Linked DNA regions of Rattus norvegicus: region 2 is linked to region 1. Evidence: chromatin contacts called from public Hi-C data. All regions are on one chromosome and are shown on one strand. The core of a region is the stretch at or near the end of the contact, and the rest is flanking DNA. Distances in the headings are between cores, read along the strand shown. Region 1 has its middle 54 kb from the start of Add2. Region 2 overlaps Tgfa (transforming growth factor alpha).

Region 1 (4,588 bases), core at 141-2,640:
GAGCTCTGGCTAGCAGCCTGAAGGCCAAGCAGCTTCCCTCCTACCCCACAATGCCAAGCAGCTGGCTTGCAAAAATGGGAGCAGAGTCTTCCTGAGGCAGACGCAACCCTCATGCCACATCTTCAACATCTGGCACCTTACAGCACTATTTATTACTGTTTATGCCCATTTGTCTTTTTAAAAAATTCTATTTTATTCATGTGTGTTCATGGCACATGTGTGTCTGAGTGTGTGCTGGTGTGTGTGCCTGTACATTCCTGGAGGCTGGAAGAGACATCTGTGAGTTCCTAGGACATCGCCTGCCTGTCCCTGTGAGGCCTGGCTGGGCTCTCTAAACCTCAGCTAGGCTGGAAGCCAGTGAACCCCAGCTATCCTCTGGCTCTACTCAGAGCGGGGGTTCGGGCTTCTGGGGGATGCCTAGCTTGTTATGTAGGTGCTGGGATCTGAACCCCAATCTTCACGATTGCAGAGCAAGAGACCTTAACTGCTGAACTGTTTCTCCAGCCCTCACTTCTCCCATTTAAAAAAAAAAAAACTTACTGCACTTTCTTTACTTGGGGCAGGGAGCATGTGCCTCGGTATGTGTGGAGGTCAGAGAGGACAGCCTGCTGACTCTCTCCTTTCACCCTGTGGGTCCTGGAGATAAGACTCGGGTCGTTAGACGTGGAGGCAAAGCGCCTGTACCCACTGGGCCATCTTGCCAGCCTGACTTCTGTCATTTTTCACATAGTGAATTCAGAGTAAGGGTCCATCATAAGAACCACACAGACAGGGTTGAGGGTGGACCCATGACATTCCTGGTTTTAGGTCAGTGTTGGTTCTTAGGGAGCTGAGATGTCCTGCTAGGGTAACAAGCACAGTTCCTCCTTCCAGGGCAGGAAGATGTAATTAGTGTGTCTAGGAGAATCTAGATACTTGGATGAAAGGAGGCTCAGGCTGTCATTACAAGCCTTCCCCTTATCATGGCTTTTAAAGCCTATTTTGGTAAGACATGATGGTGGCTGCCTTCACCTTGGGGAGCCCCTTGTGCTTCCTGGTAGACTTTGGGGGGATGTCTCTGGGAGGAGGCCAGCTGTCTGAATACATTCTGGGAAGTTCTGGTGAGTCTAGACTCCTCCAAGACTTCCTTGATCAAATCTGTCTTAGGTGCCCTCTATTGCTTGTTCCTTGAGAATAAAGACTCCCAGGCAAGGTGACACCAGATAGCACACAGGGAGTGAACCATTGTTTTTGGAAGAACTGGTGTATCTTGTCACAACTGAGAAGAGAACTGAGAGCTGGGGTGGGGGTGGGGTGGAGGAGTGGGGGAGTTGGGGAGGGGAGTGGGGGAGGATGTCAAGACAAACTTCTCTCTCACAATTACAGGGCACAGTGAGTCACTAAGGAATGATTCACAATTATCCCAATGGCTTTCAAATACCCAGGGCCAAGGTGACCTCCTGCTCTTATCCCTAAAGCCTCTGGGCTCAAAAACAAACAAACAGAAAACCCAAAACAAACAAACAACAACCACAACAAGAAACCCCAGCACATTCCCGTCTAGAAGACCGTGTCATCCAAACACTGTCTCTTTCTTCTGTGGCAGGAAAGACATCCATGACTATGAGTGCCTATCTCTGAGTCACTGTGGGCTGGAGTGGGTCAGCAAGAGGAGGGGAGTCAGTCATTGGGTTTCAGGGAAAAGCTAGACCCAGCCTGATAGACAGAAACTGAGCACCCTGGGCCAACCGTAGCCCCCAACCTTCTAGTCATGGTGAGAGCTCTGGGGTACGAAGGAAGCTGAGGTGTGAGAAGAGCTTCACAAACACAAGGTCTTCTCAGGTGATGAGTGTGGCTACCCAGAATGCACTCTGACTCTTTCAGCGGCAGGGTGGGTGTGGCTACCCAGAATGCACTCTGACTCTTTCAGCGGCAGGGTGGGTGTGGCTACCCAGAATGCACTCTGACTCTTTCAGCGGCAGGGTGGGTGTAGCTACACAGAAGGGCACTACGACTCTGTGTTCTCAAAGGTGATGAACACTGCCACCCAAAATGCCCTTGTCTGTGCCTTTTCTTTTCTTCTTTTTTTTTTTTTTTGGTTCTTTTTTTCGGAGCTGGGGACCGAACCCAGGGCCTTGCGCTTCCTAGGTAAGCGCTCTAACCACTGAGCTAAATCCCCAGCCCCGTCTGTGCCTTTTCAACAGTGGGATGTAGACTGACACCCAGAATTCTCAGCAATGTATCTGTTCTTATGCCAATTTTAAAATTCCATCTCCATTCACTATGTATCATTTATTCCATTCATTTGACTCTCAATGAAATCTGTGTTTTAAGGCTATTTTTTTAGTTTCATGTATATGTGTGAGTGCCCTCGCGCACACACACACACACCCCTCCATACACTGTGCAAGTGCTAGCTTCCATTTTGGAGTCCCCCGAGTGACACAGATGAAATAAAGCGGGACCCTCTCCCTCTCATCCATCCATGTGTGGATGGTTCTAAGGGCACGGGAACAATGTGTACATCCAGTTAATAGCTGTAGGATGCATCCTGTGCCGGGGTTGGAGTAGGAATCCCCTCTCAGGGAGGGGGTCTTCATATCTCAAAGGCAAGATGGATATAGCCGGAAGCCTGGGCTAACTGGTCTCTGTCTGGCCTCCCAGAGCAGATTTCAAGACCACCTTTGGACTGAGAGCCAGACTTCAAAGTCTACAGGTATCTTACAAAGTCAAAAAAGAAATCCTTCCTGCTTTCTGTTTCTTTGTATTGCATTTCCCAGAAGATTTCTTCCAATGTAGTTTCAATGTAATGAACAATTACAACGGTTGGGTGTCTTGAGTGTTCCCCAGAGGCCCATGCAGAATAGCCCATGGTGCCATTGCACAGTGGTAGCACCTCTAAGTGGGGGCTCATTAGAGAAAGTTACATCATTGGGGCGTGTTGTTGACAGAGATACTGGTACCCAGGCCATCCTCTTCCTGTCTCTGCTTTGGACCATCGTGAAGTAAATACCTTGTCCTTTGCTGCCCTGCACTCTCACCATGATGTACTGTGACACCAACCATCCGAAGCAACGTGGACGAGCAAACATGACTCGGAAGCTGACACAGGAAGCTTCTTCCCTTAAGTTCATTATCTTGGGTGTTTTGTCAATACAGCAGAAAGCTGACTAATGCCATTGACCTTTAAGACGTCGTCTAACTTGCATTTAAATGCTTTCTACTTGCTTATCATTTGTTTGCCCCAATGTTTAGCTAGTACAGGTCATATATATACTAGTATACAATATAATGGCATGCTTTAATACCTCTATAGAAAACTAGAGGCTAGCTTATGAAGAGTTGCCTGTGTTTTCTGAGCCATACATTGGGCCAAGGTCATCATAAAAGGCAGCACAGCCTCAGAAGTAGATACTAAACACCCTCTCCTTAGAGGAAATTAATCTTTTAATCCTTTCTATAATTTTTGTTTTATTGGGGCACATTGTTTCAAACATCAAATTGATTTGATAGAATAAAATACTGCTTTCTTCCCACCTCTCCCAACTCTGCATGTACCTGGTCCTAGTGATTGCCACTGTGAACTGTTGTCTTCATGAGACTACACATCTCTGTGTTTCTAGCTTGTGTGTTGTACTTGAGCCACACAGACTTCCTGTGGTGGTAGATGAGAATCTGTCTCTCTTCCACCACTTTCCTGTCCCCTCCCCTCCATATAATTATTATAGTCCTAGGCCAAATCAGTTTATGTTGTCATGCCTGGACAAATATTACTCAGAACCAAGCCTTGCCAAATGGTGAGGTTTCCTTCTTTACCTTTTGTTTTTATCTATAGTTAATAATTGCCTTCTTTTTATTGACTTTTTTTTGTACTTATTTTTACCTTCTAGAAGTTACTCAGGATGATTTTCTGTAAAAACAAAACAAAACAAAAAACACTATAAGAAACATGAACCTTTCCTCTTTATAATCTCCCCCAGGTATTTCGCTATAGTGTTTGAAAGCTGATTGACACAACCTGTGGGTCTCTACTGTTGCTACTGAAAAACCCAAAGCAAATCAAATTCATCTTTTTTTATCCAATATGCTTTCTCTCTGAAATTGTCCTGTTGCCCTCACAGTTCTGAAAATGTATAATAGGGTACTTTCATCAATTTAATCAATTTGCTGAGTCCCAGAAGACCCTTTGAGTCTGAAGAGCCATATCCTGTGGTTCTGGGAAATTCTTTTAAGCTGTCGTTGATGGCTTGTTCTTGTCAACCTCTTCTGCTCTTTTTTAAATTGCTTCTGGTTATATTTTGGATCTCTGAATTCTTCTAGTTACCCTCCGAAGTTTGTACATTATCTCTCTTGCTTTCTGTTTCTTTTTATTGTATTTCTCAGATTTCATCCAATGTAGCTTCAAGTGTTTCTATTGAGTTCTCATTTCTGACATCATATTTTAATTTTATTAAATGCACACTTTCACACACACTAAAAATGAAAATAAAATTTTCTGTACAAAATATTCAGCATTGTCCAGACTTCGAATTTTTATTTTCCACTCCCCATTCAATGTTTTGTAGCTTTTGTATCTTCTTATTCATCCCCTGCCTGTGAGTATATTTTT
Region 2 (4,320 bases), core at 358-2,857, 140 kb after region 1:
AAACGGAGCCTTTATCCTCTGGACAGTGGGAGCCATGTAAGTTCACAAAGAGATGTTTGCAGATGCTCATTGTTGTGACTGTGACAAGATGAACTTAAATGCTTCTGTCACAGAATTCACCTCAAGTCATCAAGAGCCCTGTTTCCAAGGATACTTTGGGCATTTTACTCTAGCAAGCGAACCGGAGAAAGGTCAGGACCAGGCGTACTGACTCTTCACAAGCCTCCTTTGGAGACAAGGGCTGAGAATAGGACACTCTGCCAACCTGGGAAAGCCAAGGCCATGGAAAACAGCAACCACCTTCTTCTCTCAGTTTCCCTCCTGTATCCTGGGGGCCTGGGGGCAGTATTTAGCCTATGGGCATGTTACTGTGCAGGTGACCCTAAGTCCTTGTGTACATCTTGGAGTTGGGCTTCACACTTCCCAACAGGTGCTCAGCTTCTCGTGACTCAACAGAAGACACAGTACTGCCCTGACTCCCCATGGGTGTACCTCCATACTACCCAGACAGGGCTGTCCTCTCCAGCTCTCTGGCTCCCACCTTCCCCCAGGATAGCCTGACACCAAAGCAGGATGCTGGTGTCCACCACCTACTGCCATCCCTGTTCGCTTACAGTCACCCACTAATTCCCTCTCACCATTCACATGACCCCTGAGTGTTGTCAGTGAGTGGCCCTTAATCCACAGAGGGCCCTTTTAGCATCAGAGACTGTGGGGGCTGCGAGGGCTAGGCCCTCTCCTCTGCACAACACTCTGGGGGCCCAGAGCCAGTCTCTCCAAACAAGGCACGTTGTCCTGACCTGGAGACCTGGTAAGGTTTGCTTCTCTACCCCTTCTGATGCATCAGCTCTGAGAGACAGGACCACACCTTACACCTTCTTTATATTTATAGTAACCAAAAGAATGTTCTAGCTACCAAATTCCCACCAGACCAGAAACTCCGAGTCTCTACAGGGAAAGCCAGAACATTCTGTCCCCGCTCTTAAGAACTTCCCGGCTTGGAGGAGCTGACACATGCAACATTCTGGTCAATAAAACTGACATACCTGAGGTAGGGCCCCATCTGTCAGGGACTCGTAAAGAAACCCTAGCAAGCTGAGAATGTGGTGCAGAGGCGGGCACTGCTTCTCAGCACACTCTCCAAGAAGAATTAGGTTCCCAGAAAACCTAAAGCAACATTTCATACTCTAAAACTAGGGGATAAAAAAATATACCACTCATCAGACAATCTCGAAAATTATCCTCAAATGTGCTTGTTTCAGACAAGCCCAAGACTGTTTGTCTGAACGCTGTAGAAATCTCCCTGGAGTCCAACGCCATGGCAGGAAGATATGTAGGAAACAGAAAACTATGGAGATGTAAGGTCAGGGGCCACCCTTGTACCTAGGTGGCATGGGCAGGTGTTGTGTCTGCTGACGGAAGGAGGCAGAATCCACTCAGGTGACCAGTGTGAGGAACCACAGGAGACTGTCTTGGATGTTCCTGGTGACTGAAGAGCCCGTCAGTGACCCCAGAGAAACACATATCTGTCACTCAAAGAAAACATTCCCCGATGGCCTGGCCAGGGAGCTGGCCACAATGCATGCCAGTGAGTCGGAATAGCCAGACACTAGAGAGAGCAGACCATGAGCAACATTCCGGCACAGGCAGGCAGGCAGCCCTACAGCCGCAGAGATCAGATCCAGATGGGGGATTTGCTCTTGGCATAGGAACCCCCACCGGCACCTCCATCAGCCTCTGAACACCAGTGGGGGAGCAAGGTGGTGTGACTTCAGACCAGCAGGGGCGTAGCATGACATTACCCCACGGCAGGACTGGAGAGAATTATGCCTTGGTTTTGTCTCTACCCAAAGCAGACAGCGAGGGTCTCTCTCGGGATCTGAGGGGTCAGACAGACCTGAGTTGAAATCCAATTGAGTGTCCCATACATGTGACCTGGACCCATTCAGCCTCAGCCATGGGAGCACAGAGAGTACTGCAAAGAGATTGCTGCTGTGCCTCTGGACACACACACCGATCCACATTCATTGATTTAATTAAGTAGGGTTTAGTTTTCAGGTCCACAACCAGAATTTTAAGCTCTGAACACTGGGAGGTGGCAGGGGTGTGAGTTCTGTGTCATCACTGAAAAACTCTAGGAGGTGTCCCAAGAGACCCTTCCCTCCGAGCTAAAGAGGAAGCCCTGGCCTCCCAGCCCCATGGGAAAGATAGTAGTATGGGGTGGATCCAGTTCTTTTCGTTATTTCAGAGGTGGGAATGGAACCCAGGGCTAAACGAGTGTTCTCTGCCTCTGAACCACACCCAGTTCTTGATTCAGGTGAGCTCAGCTCTCACTCCAGCGGTCCAGGAAGTCTGCTCCCAGCCTAGCCCCGTGGGATGATGCGTGTGACGCACAAGCTGATACAAAATGTGATCAGAGACAAGCTTCACTCAGGTGCTCGACCTCAGATCCTCACACTGTAAGGCAAGCCCTTTCCAATTGAGCCGCCTCCCAGCCCATCCCCCACTGTCTAATTCCATACCTAACAGAGACATAGCCTGCCTCTGTGCTGAGCACGGCTCGCCGGTGTGGACAAGGCTCCTTTAGCCTTCTTGAAGGTAAAGAGCAGTTACTGGCTCGAAGTTACATAGACAGGAAGTGAAGAAAGGGCTTTGAACATGGGCCAATTTGGCTACAGAGCCTGTGCCAAGCTGTGTACCTTTGAGCTCCTGCCCTGAGGATCTGACCTGAAATACAAAGTATCATTGAGTACAGAGATAATGCCCAGCCTTGGTTAGCATAGTGCGCACCAGGCACCATCTGGACAGAAGAGGAGTTTGGTGAATCTAAAGCACAGAAATCAATGTGCTTCATCTAAAGTGGGTTTGCAGAGGGTTTCTGCTTTCTGCTTTTCTTGGGTGTGTTGCTAGGTGTGAACCTGGGGCTTTGTGCATGCAAGGCAAGCACTGTCACTCTGAGCTCCGCCCTCAGTCCTGCAGGGCCTGAGAATGTTCCTTTGGGGTTTCTTTTTTTATTCAGTTTTTTTATTGTTTGTTTTTGTTAAAAAAACTGTTTTACAGTTTTATACATTTATGTAATGAATTTTAGTCACTTATGCATGCATGCATGCATACACACACATGCGCGCGCGCACGCGCACACACACACACACACACACACACACACACACACACACAGGTACATTTCTCTTTAATCTGCCTGACAGAGGTAGAGGTGGCATCAGAGTGAGGGTGTGGCTCATTTGTGGCCAGGTGAGGTGACACTCCTCCCTCCTTGTGTGACTTGTGCTTAAAATAATCGGCATAATTAAGTCTAATATTAGAAGATTGGGAATTAAGGAGAAGACAAGATGTCACTTCTTGCCTTTGTCCCATTCATGAGGAACTGCTGAGAAGCAGGGCATTTTGTAGGTCAAGGCCAGACCCCAGGAGCAAGGAGGGTGGGGAGAGAGGGTGGGCACAGGGGAGAGAGGGTGGGCACAGGGGAGAGAGGGTGGGCACAGGGGAGAGAGGGTGGGCACAGGGGAGAGAGGGTGGGCACAGGGGAGAGAGGGTGGGCACAGGGGAGAGAGGATGGGCACAGGGGAGAGAGGGTGGGCACAGGGGAGAGAGGGTGGGCACAGGGGAGAGAGGGTGGGCACAGGGGAGAGAGAGAGGGCACATGGGAGAGGGGGTGGGCATAGGGGAGAGAGGGTGGGCACAGGAGAGAGAGGGTGGGCACAGGGGAGAGAGGGTGGGCACAGGGGAGAGAGGGTGGGCACAGGAGAGAGAGGGTGGGCACATGGGAGAGAGGGTGGACACAGGAGAGAGAGGGTGGACACAGGAGAGAGAGGGTGGACACAGGGGAGAGAAGGTAGGCACAGGAGAGAGAGGGTGGGCACATGGGAGAGAGGGTGGGCACAGGGGAGAGAGGGTGGGCACAGGGGAGAGAGGGTGGACACAGGAGAGAGAGGGTGGGCACATGGGAGAGAGGGTGCTCAATGATGGGCGGGGTCTGGGAGACTCTGAGTGAGCGAGCCGTGGGAAAGCAGACAGGCTGGCGTGCGGGTGAATGCAGAAAGCATGTAGTTGGGGAGAATGTGGTCTGTGGGAGCAGTGTGGAGAGAGTGAGGGACTGTGTTCCAGGTGAGAGATATCAGACTTGATGCCCAAGCACCCATGTGTGGCCACCCGTGCATACATCTACCCTGGGGCTAGCAGGGACCATGTGGACCATCGAACTGGCAGGATGTAGATTAAGACCCTGCATGGAGGAGGTGTCAAATATCACAGAAAGGGTTCCATAATTCAGGGAGCCTCTGGAAGGTAGGGACGTCTGGG

The links. A called contact is a pair of places that touch in the nucleus more often than the background predicts.
Region 2: a contact with region 1 is called in a Hi-C map of the A7r5 cell line, with 5 times the contacts expected there. The contact joins two enhancer-like sites. A contact is called at or near these places in 3 of 12 Hi-C or Micro-C datasets (the A7r5 cell line, hepatocytes and mammary epithelial cells) and 1 of 1 datasets of contacts at active chromatin or transcription factors (oligodendrocytes).

Annotation. Positions count from the first base shown.
Region 1 is chr4:120,107,006-120,111,593 of GRCr8, forward strand. No RefSeq gene overlaps it. Among named protein-coding and RNA genes, the nearest start is that of Add2, 54 kb to the left of the region's middle. Within about 2 kb of position 1,391, at least 5 of the 93 cell types and tissues checked have an H3K27ac peak or open chromatin away from gene starts, as enhancers often do. A contact at or near this core is called in the A7r5 cell line, where this site is marked.
Region 2 is chr4:120,246,459-120,250,778 of GRCr8, forward strand. The region is part of intron 3 of Tgfa (transforming growth factor alpha); the gene reads left to right. Among named protein-coding and RNA genes, the nearest start is that of Tgfa, 73 kb to the left of the region's middle. Within about 2 kb of position 1,608, at least 6 of the 93 cell types and tissues checked have an H3K27ac peak or open chromatin away from gene starts, as enhancers often do. A contact at or near this core is called in the A7r5 cell line, where this site is marked.